Regions from separate parts of the Mus musculus genome. Here region 1 is linked to region 2. A link is a contact called in public capture Hi-C data. All regions are on one chromosome and are shown on one strand. Each heading gives the region's core, a stretch centred on a gene start, on an enhancer-like site or on the middle of the called end of the contact. The rest is flanking DNA. Distances are from core to core; before and after follow the strand shown.

Region 1 (2,700 bases), core at 5-2,504, 520 kb before region 2:
TGTCTTGATGTTTAGAAACGCTGCTTCTGGTGTGAAATAAGAGGCATGTCCTCCATTTCTAATTTCAGGACTTCGGTTTTCCTCTTGCTTCTGCATTAGTATTGGCCATGTATAGAACAAGGACCAAGATGGACAGCTTCACAGACTCTGAGGATCTCATCTTACTTGGGAAAGTGAGGTCTAATCAATATACCCCACATTATTCATCTCTCCTCAGTCCTTACCACAATAATTAACATACAGATTAAGGAGCTAAGTTAGCAGATAAAATATATCACAATATTCAGTCTATACGTTATATATCAAGGTTGAAGACCCACAAACCCCAGAATCATTAGAAAAGCTTGCCTGGTCCTGTTTGCAATCAGGAAGCTCTGACATAAGTATTTCTGCCAAGTGTACAACCCCCTCAGTCTCCTAGATATACCGTACCATTTTGTCTTCAGTTTTGATTTTAATTTTTGTTTGTTTGTTTTAATTTTTATTACATTTGTTTACCTAGTTTGTGTTGCAGTAAATCTCTCCAACCTAATTATGCCCCAGCAATGAAAACACAACACAGTTTATATGAATACATGCTGTGTGCCTTGATTGGGCAGATGTATAGCTATACTACCATCTTCCGCATCTATGAGAACCCTTAGAACTTGCAGTTTCTCCAGGCCACGTGCTTCTGCTCTGCTTTTCTTCTTCTTCCTCTTCCTCTGTGTCCTCTCTCTTTTCCATTTTCTCCTTCTTCTCTCCCTCTCACCTTCTGCCCCACCTTCCCTTCTATCTACCCAATCCTCAGCTCTCCTTTATTTTACAAATTAAGGTGGGAAGCAGGTTTACAGGAAATCACCTGAGTGGTGACTCATTCCTTGTTCAAAGCCACTCACAGGAGAATGGAATTAACATCAAATATAATTAGCCCCAGAGCTATCCACCACGTTTGTGTTTCTGTGTGCATGCAGATGCATGCATATGAAAGAGAGAGAGAACAACACAGAGACAGAGTATAAGAGAGAAAAACGTGTGCCCTGGCATATATCACCATCAGAGAAAAACTTGTAGGATTCGATTCTCTTCTTTTACCATGCGGATCCCAGGGATTATACTCAGGTTACCTGGCCTGGTAGCCAACATCTTTCACCACTGAGCCATCTCACCCACCCTTGTTTTGGTTTTCTTGAAGCAGGGTCTTATTATGTAACATAGGCTGTCCTAAAACTCACTATGTGCTCCAACCTGGCCTTGTCTTGAAATTCTTCTGCCTCCACCTAATGAATGCTGGTATCACATGCATAAGCTACCATGCCTGGCTTACCACACCACTTAAGGGACAATCACCTAGATCCCAGGCTGAGGACAGACTAACATCCATATATTTCCACGTGCATTCATGCCCTTGTGAACATTTCAGCCTGTATCTCCATGGCAACAAGACGAAAAGAATGTGTTTGCTGAGTCATTGGTCTTCCTTCCCACCGTGTCCACCAAAGGAGCCCTAACCTTTCTCTCCACAGTTTTCAACAGAAATCTTGGAGACTTCTACCCTGAGGGAAGAACTTGTCTCTCGCCATGGTATAAGTGCACGTGATACTCTACAGACTCGTGTTCAGGGTGACTGCAGATTCTCATCTCCCCCTCCCTTCCTCCTCCAAGTCCAACGCCCCAGTATCATTCCAGCTCTTTAATAGACTTTCCACTATGCACTTTCAGCATTCCCTACCCTCCCCCACCCCCCATTCCCAGAGTACTGGCTAAGCAGATCCTGATGAAACAACAAATTCCTCCCTCTTACAAAGCCCCTTAACCATGCTCAGGCCATCCCCATATCTAAGTCTCAGGTCCCAATACCCATAAATGCATTTAACCTGGAACTCCCAATGGTCACAACTGTCAAGAGAATATTTCCCTATGTGCAACACACAACCATAATTGTCTTCTAAACTCCAGAGAAGAAACAGAAATCAAGGATTTGGAAGCTGGGATAAAGTAATACAAGGGGAGTGAGAGATTAAATGAGAAAGCTCTGTGGGACCAGCTGGGGTGGCGCAGAGGAAAGGGAGGCCAAAGCAGATGTTCTGTTGTAGAGGATGAGACAAGGGGAATTGCTTTGGAGGAATGAAGAGAGAGGTGAGAGTATGAAGTTTTTATACCTGCTTCCCTGGCAGGAGCTGCCAATGTGTCTTCAGGGAACGCCTGCTGGAGTTGTGGGATGGGATAAAGCAAAGAGTTGGGGAGGAAGGTTAGGAGAGGAAGATCTGTGGGATCCACTAGAGATGAGGTGGGGGAAGATTGTTATAGGAATTCTGATGTAGAGATGGGGAATTGGACTTGGAGAAATGGAGCGAGATGTGAGGATCTGCAGTTAGCCTAACAGTTTCTCTGGCAGGAGTAGCCAGTGTTGGCAAGGAGTGCCTACTGGAGTTGGGTATTTGGATAAAGCAATGCATGGGGGGAGAGTGGTTAGGAGGGAAGATCTGTGGGATACACTGGACATGGGGGCAGAAGGAGAAAGGAGGCTGCAGTAGGTGTCCCATTGTAGAGCTGGGAATGAGAATGGGGGATTTGATTTGGAGGAGCAGAGGGAGAGGTGAAGGTCTGAACTTAGCCTACCTGCTTTTCTGACTGGAGTTGACTTTGATTTTCATCTGATGGCTTTGTATCAGAGTTCTTAGGATCAGAGCCTGGGTGTTCTCAGCTTTAACAACCTAG
Region 2 (2,700 bases), core at 158-2,657:
GTTCTTCTTGATTTTCTTATGTTTTGCAAATTGTATCTTTTAAATAACATTTATGTAAGTTTTCTGTGCCTGTTTTCCCCATCTATAAGTTGGAAATAGTACATATAATTCAGAAGGCTGTTTCATTAAAGGAAACACTGAACAAGCATTTGCACACTGCCTCCAGGGAACACTGGAGCACTGAAAACATTTCTGCATCACAGGTGAGATGGAATTCTTCCATCTCCTTTGGAAGCACAGGCAAGTACATCACTGGCACCTTTCCAATTATTCATTTCGGTTTTTTCATTCATTAACATTCGACAGATGATGGTGATGTACTGGGTTTTCTTCTAGGAGCTGAGCATCCATTCAAAACCAAAGTCCTAACTATAGAAACTGCAGCTGGGGCCTGTGCACTCCTTAGTCCCTGGGAGTTCTGGGGAGGTCTGTGGGAGTAGGTGGGTGGGTGGGTGGGTGGAGGAACACCCTCACAGAAGCAGGGGAGGGAGGATGTGATACGGTGTTTCCGGGAGGGAGGGAAACTGGGAAAGGGGATAACATTTGAAATGTAAATAAAGAAAATATCCAATTAAAAAAAAAAAAAAAAGAGCCGGGCGTGGTGGCGCACACCTTTAATCCCGGCACTCGGGAGGCAGAGCTATACAGAGAAACCCTGTCTCGAAAAAAAAAAACAAAAACAAAAACAAAAAAACCAACCAACCAACCAAACAAACAAACAAACAAAAAAAAAAAAAAAAAAAAAAAAAAGAAGAGAAAAGAAAAGAAAAGAAAAGAAACTGCACCTTTACCCTGGGAAAAATTTACAAGAATGAATTCACAGCTACAAAGTCATATGGTTATCCATTTTCTGTCACTACTTAAACACCTTAAACTAAATTATATACTGGTAGCTATCTTAGACTAGAGGGACCATAGAAAGACAGTTAAATAAAAATAACAATGAAAATATTGGAGGCACAACAGTTCTCCTTTATCTACCAAGGATGTGTGTCCCCAGGACTCCAGCTTAGCCTGAGTTTGAACATCCTAGACTCTAGAGCTATGGTTTTACCTATACATACATACAAACCCATAATATGCTTTTGTTTTTCAAATCTGCATAGTAACAGAGTGACTAAAGCAGCACTAAAGTATAAGAACAATAATATGATATGACAAAATTAGCAGGATGACTATCTTTAAGACTATGAAGAACAAAGCAAGGATTACTTTGAACATAAGCACTGCCTCTGCTGGAGTTCTAGTTTCATCACTCTCTTCTGTGACCCTCGGGATCTAACAAGGCACTTCACATATACTGGTCAGCGTTCCAGGCTGGACACACAAGTACTGTGATACTGCAGCAGTTGGTCTGCTAACTGAGATGGCTACTGAGTAACCAACAAGCAGGTGGCATATACTGCCTGGATACTCTGAGCCATGGGATGTATCACATCCTGTTTAAGACAGACCAAGATGATATGGGATCTCATTACTGTTCTCCTCCAACTTTTTTACTAATAGTTTTTGGACCACAGCTAACTAAGATTAATTGGAACCACAGAAAATATGACTATTTTAGTCAATGCTTACCAGAAAAAAAAAAAAAAAAAAGGACAAAAACCTAACCCTTAAGAAGGCATTTCTGAGCCAGGCGTGGTGGCGCACGCCTTTAATCCCAGCACTCGGGAGGCAGAGGGGCAGAGGGGCAGAGGGGCAGAGAGGCAGAGAGAAAGGCAGAGAGGCAGAGAGGCAGAGGCAGAGAGGCAGAGAGGCAGAGAGGCAGAGAGGCAGAGAGGCAGAGAGGCAGAGAGGCAGAGAGGCAGAGGCAGAGAGGCAGAGAGGCAGAGAGGCAGAGAGGCAGACAGGCAGAGAGGCAGACAGGCAGAGAGGCAGAGAGGCAGAGAGGCAGAGAGGCAGAGAGGCAGAGAGGCAGAGAGGCAGAGAGGCAGACAGGCAGACAGGCAGAGAGGCAGAGGCAGAGGCAGAGGCAGAGGCAGGTGGATTTCTGAGTTCAAGGCCAGCCTGGTCTACATAGTGAGTTCCAAGTCAGCCAGGGCTACACAGAGAAACCCTGTCTCAAAAACAAAAAACAAAAAAAAACCCAAAAAACAAACAAACAAACAAAAAAACCAAACAAACAAAACCCCAAAAAACAGAATGCATTTCTGAGTCCTTAAAAACGGTTATAAAGATGATGAAGTGTAGCTTTTCACAGTTAATGGTTTCTGGCAGGATAGAGGCAGGGGAGGATCCATTTTTCTTTAAGGGGCTGCCCAGTGGGAGTTTGACCATGCTCTAAGGAGTATTTGGGCAATACACATTAGACTTGGTGTGTTTTGGGAGGGGTTGGGGTAGGGGTGCAAGGGAGAGGGGAGGAGGGTAGACCTGGGAGGAATGAGAAGCAGTGTGATCAGGGTACATTGTATGAAATTCCCAAACACTAAATATATGTTGTCGGGTGGTGGTGGTGGTGTCTCTCTGAGGATATCCTGAAGAAACAAAATGCAGAAGACATGTACTGCAGACACAGGTAATAACTAGTGTGGTGCCTCTCAAGTGGGAATGATCATCCTCATTTCAGAAGCAGAAAGTATCTTTAATGGAACAGGCAAGAAAAGATAAGAGAACAGACTGGAACGTTCTGTGAGGCTTCTTAGGCCAGAGATTTTATTATGAATGAAAATTTAAAGCAGTAGAGTAGCAAGATTGACTTAC

Evidence for each region. Capture Hi-C pulls out chosen DNA fragments and counts their contacts.
Region 1: a capture Hi-C map of embryonic stem cells shows a contact between it and region 2, with 5 times the contacts expected there. The contact joins two enhancer-like sites. A contact is called at or near these places in 1 of 39 promoter capture datasets (cranial neural crest), 1 of 115 datasets of contacts at active chromatin or transcription factors (stem cell-derived neural progenitor cells) and 1 of 9 other capture datasets (embryonic stem cells).

Annotation. Positions count from the first base shown.
Region 1 is chr7:107,769,740-107,772,439 of GRCm38.p6, reverse strand. No RefSeq gene overlaps it. Among named protein-coding and RNA genes, the nearest start is that of Cyb5r2, 13 kb to the right of the region's middle. Within about 2 kb of position 1,254, at least 8 of the 459 cell types and tissues checked have an H3K27ac peak or open chromatin away from gene starts, as enhancers often do. A contact at or near this core is called in embryonic stem cells, where this site is marked.
Region 2 is chr7:107,253,663-107,256,362 of GRCm38.p6, reverse strand. No RefSeq gene overlaps it. Among named protein-coding and RNA genes, the nearest start is that of Rbmxl2, 46 kb to the right of the region's middle. Within about 2 kb of position 1,407, at least 4 of the 459 cell types and tissues checked have an H3K27ac peak or open chromatin away from gene starts, as enhancers often do. A contact at or near this core is called in embryonic stem cells, where this site is marked.